Regions from separate parts of the Oryza sativa genome. Here region 1 is linked to region 2. The links are chromatin contacts, called in public HiCAR-type maps. All regions are on one chromosome and are shown on one strand. The core of a region is the stretch at or near the end of the contact, and the rest is flanking DNA. Distances in the headings are between cores, read along the strand shown.

Evidence for each region. HiCAR-type assays count read pairs that join an accessible place to other places.
Region 1: a contact with region 2 is called in a HiCAR-type map of leaf, with 4 times the contacts expected there. The contact joins the promoter of LOC9271252 here to the promoter of LOC107276244 in region 2. A contact is called at or near these places in 1 of 15 Hi-C or Micro-C datasets (leaf) and 1 of 4 datasets of contacts at active chromatin or transcription factors (leaf).

Annotation. Positions count from the first base shown.
Region 1 is chr1:27,621,015-27,625,645 of ASM3414082v1, forward strand. LOC9271252 (50S ribosomal protein L12, chloroplastic-like) reads left to right here and starts at 3,337. Exons shown (of 1, transcript NM_001424534.1): 1 at 3,337-4,190. The coding sequence starts at 3,421. The coding sequence ends at 3,978.
Region 2 is chr1:27,370,693-27,375,710 of ASM3414082v1, forward strand. LOC107276244 (sphinganine C4-monooxygenase 2) reads left to right here and starts at 1,895. Exons shown (of 2, transcript XM_015795013.3): 1 at 1,895-2,249; 2 at 2,792-3,524. The coding sequence starts at 2,019. The coding sequence ends at 3,412. LOC4327163 (vacuolar protein sorting-associated protein 25) reads right to left here and starts at 408. Exons shown (of 6, transcript NM_001406304.1): 1 at 75-408. The coding sequence starts at 133. LOC4327164 (putative glucose-6-phosphate 1-epimerase) reads right to left here. Exons shown (of 8, transcript XM_015795005.3): 5 at 4,896-5,018; 6 at 4,475-4,577; 7 at 4,106-4,205; 8 at 3,525-3,973. The coding sequence ends at 3,771.

The DNA.
Region 1 (4,631 bases), core at 2,087-4,586, 250 kb after region 2:
TTCAACTGGAAGTACTGCTGCAAGGATGGCAAGAACAAGCACAGCAAGGCGATTGGCACGCACGGTGACGGCCACATTTCTATCAGTAGCACTGATGGCTCTGTGCGGAATGCACCAAACCTAGTCTAAAGGGGCTCATGCATCCTACATGCATGACTAGTAGCATTTTAGATCAGAATTGCTAGAAAACTTGTGGCAGTTTTTTTTCTTTCCTGGCGTCTGAATTTTCGGCCATACAATGTTGGCCAGGATTCGTGCTACTCTATTTATATATAAGTTACATTACAATTATAATAGTTACAGTGAGTAACAATAATTATAACTACGTTATAACATCTATATAATTATAATTTAGGTATAGAAAGTTGCATATATTTTCTATACTTATATACAACTTATATTGTAGCTATAAGCTATAGTAGAGTTATAATAAAACCATATGATAATTATTATAGTTACATTTGAAAGTTTCTACTTAAAAGATTTATGGTAGTGCACGGACACTAGGTACGGATCGTTATCCTTTTAGGTTACACCTTCAAATATACTTATTGTAAGCCGCCGTTCGGTGTTGTAACCTCACCCCAATATTGAAGATATTTTACTGGCTGGCACCCGTGGTTTTTTCTCTTCTATTTTAGGAGGGTTTTCCACGTTAAATCTCGTATCTTCCGTAATTTATATATTATTTTTTATTGTTTATTTGCGTATCGTTTCCTAACACCCAGCTCCATCAGATTGAATCAAGCGGTTTAATATTATTGCCTACAACATAACGTTGTCTCGGTGATAATCTTCTTCCCCTGAACTCCAGTTAGTACCAAAATCTGTTTTGCTGGTGCCTTATTTCGTTGATCGGAGATTGTTGGATGCACTTCATCTGTTCTAAAATACAAATATCACTACGTATTCTTGTTCATATATATTTTGTAACAAAAGGTATTACTCCCTCCATTCCAAAATATAGGTCACAACTACTTTTTAAAAATATTTCATAATAGGAAAAAGTACGAATTACCCCCCCGAACTATGACGACAGTATAAATTACCCCCCTTAACCACGAAACCAGACATTTTATACCCTGAACTATCTATACCGGACGAGTAACCCCCCTCAACCCAATCCAAAGTGGTATCGTCCTACGTGACGTCCACGTGGCAATCCAGTCAGCAATTTTTTTTTAAAAAGGTGGGGTCCACCTGTCATACTCCCACACATCTCTCTTCCCCTCTTCTCTCAATCTCTCACTGTCACTGTCTCAGATGTCATTGGTGGCCGGTGATGGGCGCGCGGCGGGTGGCGGGCGTGGCGGGGTGCGGCGGGGCGTGGTGGGGGAGGGGCAGGCGGCGGGCGTGGCGGGGGCGCGGCGGGCGTGGTGGAGAAGCGGGTGGCAGGCGTGACGGCGCCCGTGCCCCCCTGCTGCCGCGCCGCCCCGCTGCCCCCGTGTTGCCGTGCCCCCCCTGTCGCGGCGGAGTGCGGCGAAGTGGCGAGGGTGGAGGCGGAGGTCGTCTCTGCCCTTCCGCTCCAAGCCCCCGGCGGCCACCCCTCTCTCTCGGGCCGTCGGGAGGTCGGCGCGCACGGCGGCGGGTCGACATGGCCGTGGCCACCGCCATCGCCGCCACCGCGCCCGAGCTCCTCGTCGTCGTCTTCAACCTAGGGCCGTCGGTCTCTCTCTCTCTCACCCCTCTCGCTCGGGCCATCGGGAGGTCGGCGCGCACGGCGGCGGGTCGACATGGCCGTGGCCACCGCCATCGCCGCCACCGCGCCCGAGCTCGCAGTCGTCGTCTTCAACCTCCAACCTCATCCGCCCCTCTTTGGAGGCCGCCGGTCAGTATCCGCCGCCCTCTCCTTGCTTGGCTCTCCCGACGGCACCAGAGAGAGAGAGAGAACGAGGGAGAGAGAGAGACGACCACCGTCTCCAATGTCCTCGGCGCTGCACGCCGCCCGTCTCGCCCTCCCCACCACGTCCGTCGCGCGCGGTGCCCGCCGCGCCCTCCCAGGGGAGGACTCGTCGCCCGCCGCTTGCCTGAGCCTAGAGAGAGAGAGGGACGACGATGACTACGTAGGCCGCATCCTCCAATGCCCTCCTCGGCGCCACCCGTTGCCTGCTGTGCCATTCCTGCGCTCTGCCGTCGCCTCCCGCACGCCGACCACCCGTCCACACGCCACTGCCGCTGCCCACTGCCCGTCGACACACGCCTGAGAGAGAGAAGGAGAGGGGGAAGAGAGATAATGACAGGTGGGCCCTATATTTTCTTTTATTTTTTTGTTGATTGAATTTCCACGTCAGCGACATGTGTATGCCATGTAGGAGAAAAACCGCTTAGGAATGATTCGGGGGGGGGGGGGTTAATTCATCTGGTATCAATAGTTCGAGGTGTAATATGTCTAGTTTTGTGGTTCCGGGGGGAGGGGTAATTCATACTGTCACAGTAGTTCGGAGGGTAATTCGTACTTTTTCCTTCATAATATAAGGCCTGCATGCATGCATGGCAATTAATTATCATATCTTCTATCTTACATTATTATTTTTTAAATCATACACTCACAAGATGTTTAATTCTATTGGGTGCATATATTGTATTAGTTGGATTGATTCAAACAAAGAGGTGATAATAATTGTTTCTTGGTCTTTGGGTTAAATGTGGTTATGCCTTATATTTTGGAATGGAGGGAGTATATTTTATAACGAAAGGTTTTAATCGATGTATGCATCGTGGGAGAATGTGTCTATGATGTCTTTATTGATATGATTTAAATTGTCCTTGGTCTTGGTGTATAAACTTATATGATGATTAATTTGTAAAGCAGGGATATGTTTTATCATGGCAGTCCCAACCCTCCACCTAGGATATTGTCTATAGCATTAACTACATTGTCATGTTGGACTTTTATCTTATGTGGCACTATATTAATTAAGAGAGAGAGTGAAGAGAGGAAGAAATTGGGTCTCATACAAGACACAGCTTCAACACGAGAACCTATGCAGTAGACACTATCAAGTTTTGCATTGGGGGAGAATAGTTTCTTCATAATAGATAAAGAATAAATATGATTGGTAGAGAAGAGAGATGATGTATTTATTAATGGTCCACTTTAAGAAACCATAAGTTATGGAGTGTAATTTTTATTGTGATGTCTTATTGACATGGTACCATATACACTACCTTTAAACGCTATGGTTTGGGACTGCTCTCATGTATTATATCCCTCTTTTAACTTCCAAGTAGTCAGCACTCCTAGTTCGCACAATTTGATTAGGCATCGCAACGAAAAAAATGCGTATTAGCCACTCGCGGCGCACTATATAGCGTGCCGTCTTATCCCAGCGGTGCCTCATCTTATCCCCCCGTCTCCTCGCTTCCTCCTCCCGCAGCTCACCTCAACTCCGGAAGCGAGAGCTCACTCCCCCCATCCCCATGGCTTCCACCGCGCTCTCCTCCGCCTTCTCCCTCCTCTCCCTCCCCTCCTCCTCCTCCCCCGCCGCCGCCGCCGCCGCCGCCCCAAGGTCCTTCGCCGTCCCCAGCCGCGCCCGCCCACGCCGCGCCGTCGCCGTGGTGGCGTCCACCGCCACCGAGTCCCCCAAGGTCCTGGAGCTCGGGGACGCCATCGCGGGGCTCACCCTCGAGGAGGCGCGGGGCCTCGTGGACCACCTCCAGGAGCGCCTCGGCGTCTCCGCCGCCGCCTTCGCGCCCGCCGCCGTCGTCGCCGCGCCCGGCGCGGGCGGCGCGGGCGCCGCCGCCGACGAGGCCCCCGCCGAGAAGACGGAGTTCGACGTGGTCATCGAGGAGGTTCCCAGCAGCGCGCGCATCGCCAGCATCAAGGTGGTGCGCGCGCTCACCAACCTGGCCCTCAAGGAGGCCAAGGACCTCATCGAGGGCCTCCCCAAGAAGGTCAAGGAGGGTGTCAGCAAGGACGAGGCCGAGGATGCCAAGAAGCAGCTCGAGGAGGTCGGCGCCAAGGTGTCCATTGCGTGACACTAGGTAATTTTAGGACTCCCCTTTTTTTCTCACCCTAATCTTGTGTACCACCTTTGATATTTACAATGGTTTGTTGTTTCATACTATGAGATTTCTGTATGTGGATCTGTTAGTTCACATTCCATCTTGTATTGATATCGATGTTCCACGCGCTAAATTGCCAATGTAGATTTTGTATATTGGCGCAATCATAATGGTGAGAATTGTGCAATGGCGGTGTAGTGTTGAAGTGAAATTATGCTGTCTGTTAAATTGTTAATCATGGCAGTAGAGAAAAGCTACTGTCAGGTCAATCACCCTTAACTCGAAGTGAAAATTCTGAACATGCTCAAGCTTCAGCTCTGGATTAAATCACTCCATATTTCCTACTATCATATTTTTAGAGTAGATTCAACTATTTATCATTTCCTCGTTGGAATCAATATCTCTTGAGCTTCTGAACATTGAAGTCCATCCTGCAAATGATGCCAAGACACTTAGAAGTTGATATGTATCATTACTGCGATCCTGCCCGTGTACAAGTGACAGACAGTTGTTTCAAAGTATCATCTTTTGCCCCGAGATAAGCGAATATGAGCAAATGTCGTTAGCTAACATATACATATTGTAGATGATTGGTTCCTGCAACTGTGACATTACACATCTTGGGG
Region 2 (5,018 bases), core at 645-3,144:
CTGAAAGCTGGGGAGGAAAAGTTACGGGGGAGAGCGAGAGCAACGAGGGGGGGGGGGGAGGGGGGAGGGATTACGTGAAGTAAGGCGGGTAGTTGAAGAAGGGCGGGAGCCTGAAATCCCCCAGCCTCTGCATCTCCTCCGGCACGGCGCCCCGCTGAGCAACCCCACGGATCAGGAGGGGGGAACGCGAGCGCTGGGCGGCTGCCTCGCGGCTAACCGGCGCCTTCGTCCAAGGCGAGCGCCGGTCGAGTGCTCCCTGCGCGTGCGGCGCCGTCGGGCCGGCGGCTCGCCGAGCGACGGGCAGCGGCCGAGGTGAGGAGGAGGAGGAGGAGGAAGAAGAAGAAGTCGCGACGTCGCCGTGTCGCCGACTCGCCGTGCGAGATCTCCTCGCGCGGTGGGCCGGCGGCTGGGAGGGAGTTACTACTTGGGCTTTTTTCTGTGGACTAAGCCCATCTAAAACTTACGTTGGGCCCGCGGCTCTCAGGCCGGCCGAGCTGTTGGTTTGCCGTTGTTCGCGTCCAACGGCGCGCGCGCCGGCGTCGGTTGAGGTGCGTCAGCTGAATTCGCCGGGCACGTTACGACGTTTGGCCGGAGGCGTGCAACCGTGCCACCGCGTCAGGTGGTTGGCTGGTGGCCGGCGCACCTAACCGCGCGCAAAGTAGAAAGACAGTATGGGTTGCGAAAGAGCACGTAATCTAGTCATTGCAGTGACCTAGGTAGCATCATGAAATATTAGAGTTCGAATCTTCCTACGAGTGAATTTTAGGTTGGTTTATTTGTGGAGCTAAGTTTCCAATTTAAAAGACTGTATATATCCGGTTGGGTCTCTAGGTCGGGTAAAAAATACATTTTTCTAAAATAAAAGAAAGATAGTATAGATAGAATGGCTGGATTGATGAGAAAATGATCTCAACAGAACCTAGTAGAAAGATAGTATGGATAAAATGGCTGGATTGATGAGAAAATGATCTCAGCAGAACCTAGTAGAGAAGAAAAAGGAAGAAAGAAAGATGGTGCCTCTGGTAACCAATAGGCGAGGATGATGACATTGATTAGTGACATCTGTGCTGAAGAAATAAGAGCAGTAATTTTTTTTTGAGACCAAAATAAGAGCAGTAATTGACAAGCTAGTGTGAGAAGTGGATGGCAGCCATGTGTCTTGCAGTTGCAGGTTGGATTTGATCAAATGGAAGTCAAACATATGGCGATGCTTACACACGACTTTTCAGGCGATCTGTTGCATGCACTCACACTGCCGAGGAGTAAATCAAACATCGGACTAGTTTGCATTTGTTCTATAAACAAAATAGTATAGTAGCAGGGGCGTATATATCGTTGGGGCTTGTCAGGGCTCAAGCCCCAGCTCTGCCGCCAAATCTATCATCCCTTGCAACATAGTACAGTACTGATAGCCAATGAGAATGGTGAAAACTTAAAAAGCTGTGAGTACTAATTAGCTAGAATATATGCCAGATTGCTTCTTACTAGTAGTTTGATAATTCTATCACATAATCGATCCCAATTTGTTAACGTTGAGATTACCAGTTTACTAATTTTGGTTGATTTTTCATTGTAATGTTCAAAAACCTCTAAAGTAATAGATAATTCGGAAATTTGGTTATACGGTTAAACTTTTGATATGGCCATGCGCAGCACAAATAGTTTTAAATCATACTTTGGTTAAACAATGCATATTTCTTTTGTTTTATTTATGTATTAATTAATTGAGTTAGAAAAGTGATAAGCATATGTATATTTACTTTTGCCGCTAAGATAATTTCTATTATGTGAGCACACCCTTAATTTGTATCCTAAATTCACCACTGTACAGTAGAACACACTAGCCTATATATCTCCCTCTCGAGTGCAGCGTGAGTTGACGCGCCAAGGCCTACTAGCAACAGAGCTGCAAGCAGAGTGGCAGTGTGAGTCGTACCGAGAGTTGAAGCACACATAGCCATCTCTCTCGTTGTTTCTCCACGTAAGCTTTTTGTAGCACTAGCTTTCTAGTTGCAACGATGGGGTTCATCAGCGGCGAGGAGCTCGCCGTGACGCTGGCGCCGGTGGCCGTGTACTGGCTCTACTCGGGGATCTACGAGGCGTTGGGGAGCGTCAGGGCTCTGGACAGGTACAGGCTGCACTCGAGGAGGGACGAGGAGAGCAATAACATGGCGTCCAAGAAGGAGGTGGTGAAGGGCGTGCTGCTGCAGCAGGCCATCCAGGTCGCCATCTCACTTGCCGTGCTCAAGGTTTGTCGTCTCACAACCCTCGACGTTCAGCTAGCTAGCTTTTGATTGTTGAGTGATCTTTGTTTGGAACCTCCTGCTGTAGATGGAAAATATTACTGTGTTTATCCATAATGCAGAGAGCAAGAAAAAAAAAAAAGCAAATCCGTCGCATTATGGACGTGACGGCATACTGGTACACCACTGAGTACAGTCGCTAGCTCTAGCGGTTTCTACCCCACATCAGTAGGTGATACGGCTGCATTGTTTAAGAAGAACCCCCTGATTCACCCATATCGGCATATCTGCAGACTGCAGTGCCTAGCTTCTTCCGGCAAGAAGATGAACAACAACAGTGCAACACTAACTTCGCATCACCCTGCACTCCTGCCTGACAAAACGCATTAATCGATCAAGAGTAACCTTGGCCCTTAAACTACACTACAGGTTCTGTACACGCGTGCGCACGGTGGAGCAGAGCACAGCTCGTGATACGTGATAGTTACAAGGCTGCCTAGTTACAACTGGTTGATTGATCTTGTCTTTCTTTTATCGATCTTACGCAGCTGACAAGTGAGAAAGACGGTGGCGCCGGCGACGTCAAGGCCGGTCACGCGAGCGCCCCGGCAGCGGCGCCATCGTCGTCGTCGGCGGCGGCGGCGCTACTGGACGTGGCGGCGCGGTTCGGGGTGGCCATGTTCGTGCTGGACGCGTGGCAGTACTTCGCGCACCGGCTGATGCACTCGAGCCGGTACATGTACCGTCGGTTCCACTCGTGGCACCACCGCGTCGTGGCCCCCTACGCGTTCGCGGCGCAGTACGGCCACCCCGTGGACGGCGTGCTCACGGAGGCGCTCTCCGGCGCCGCCGCGTACCTCGCCTCGGGCCTGCCCCCCCGCGCCGCGGCCTTCTTCCTCGCGTTCGCCACCGTCAAGGGGATCGACGACCACTGCGGCCTCCTGGTGCCCTGGAACCCGCTGCACGCCGCGTTCGCCAACAACACGGCCTACCACGACGTGCACCACCAGCTCAGCGGCGGCCGGCGCAACTTCTCGCAGCCGTTCTTCGTGGTCTGGGACCGTCTGCTCGGCACGCACGCCGGCTACACCGTCACCGCGCGGGAGAGGAACAACGGCGGCGGCCTCGAGGCCAAGCCGATCTGCAACGATCGCCACGTTCTCCTGTAATGTCAACCTGTTTTTGCTGAGACTTTGTTTGTAGCTACCAGCCGTAGTGTCCGTCACGTTGCTGTGTACAAAAGAAGGTCTTCACGGCAAATACTTTTTCAGAAAACTCAAGTGAAGTCTTGTCACAACAACTTTGCATCTGAATATATAGTAGTATCTGACAAATGACACGGGTAGACTGATCAGCAACAGGCTGATCAAGACGACGGACCTAGCTAGCGCCCCCATGTTGTACAATGAAAAACGTAGTACACACTCCCATGTACAAGGAAAAACGTAGTACATGATTTTCGATTTAGGGGGGGCAAAACTAAGCATCTGAATATAGCTACTGGAACGCATTATAGGAACACTGGAGCTAGCTACAAGGGTAGTCCAGATGGTCGCTGCAGTTGGTGGAAGCGACGGCGGACAGCTCCAGCTTCCCCGTCCACTCCTCGCCTGGCTTCAGCGTGATGGCTCGCTCGACTGCGGCAGCGTCCACACACAGCATCTGCTTGTACTCCTCGTCGCCAAAATCCGCCATCGTTTTCGACTTCTTGTCCCATGGGTTCCAAACAACTGATAGCCAAGATAGAGAGCATGAAACCCATTGTTTATTTATGATTACCAGGACAGAAAGTAATTTTTCATCCATCCGGCTTAACAATGCTAAAACTGGTTTGGAGTGGTACATGAAGGAAATCATCTTACCGACGTCAGGAAGCCCTTCTTTCCTTACAATGAAGGTGCGTTTCTTCTCATGGTCAAGCACAGCAATTACGCTTGGGGAACCAACGTAGACTCTGTCAACCTGTAAACATGGTTACTTTTTATGAATCAGTAAATCTGTTGTCATGCGCATCATTTTGGTGCAGAAGTTCACAACACACAACTGAGGATGAAAGGACTGACCAAATTCAGATTCAAGATCATTAGCTATTTAGTGTTCAAATGCAAGCACGCGGTATAGGCAGGCTTGCTATAGTATACCGACAAAATGCAACACCCATCTCTACCAAAGAAATGTAAGACCTATAAAGTTGGAGTAAGTACACAAACATATAAATAGTGAAAATTTACCTCAGACTCAAATGTTATAGCATCTCCTTGTTCTGTAAAACGTTCTCTTTGGCTAAGGTTGTCAAGATAATCAAGTGTCTCCAGACCTTCTATTCTCACCTCACTGCAATGAGAAAGGTGCAGCACACCATCTTATGCACATTGTTCATCAGAAAATCACAAAACCCCAAATGTTCTATTGATTGTGAAAGCATGAGATGTACAGCTTCAATGGATGACAGGAAATGTTATGCTACATTATCTAAAAAAAAGGAAATGCTAATTGCTTATGGCATAAATATGTACTATACCTTAAGCTATTATTATATTCTACTGAGAAGGAATAATATTTGTAACTCGAAAGAGTGTATAGCATCAGCGGTAAGCACATAACATGAAATTCAGTGAGCAACAAGATTTATTTGCTCAAACAATGCCTTACCTGATGTCAGAGACTGAAAGATATGTATGGTAAGCAAACGAAAAACTGAATGGCTTCCCATTAACATTCCTGACTCGTGATACTAACGAGAGATCTCCATCCGTCGAAAGAGAAACTCTGAGA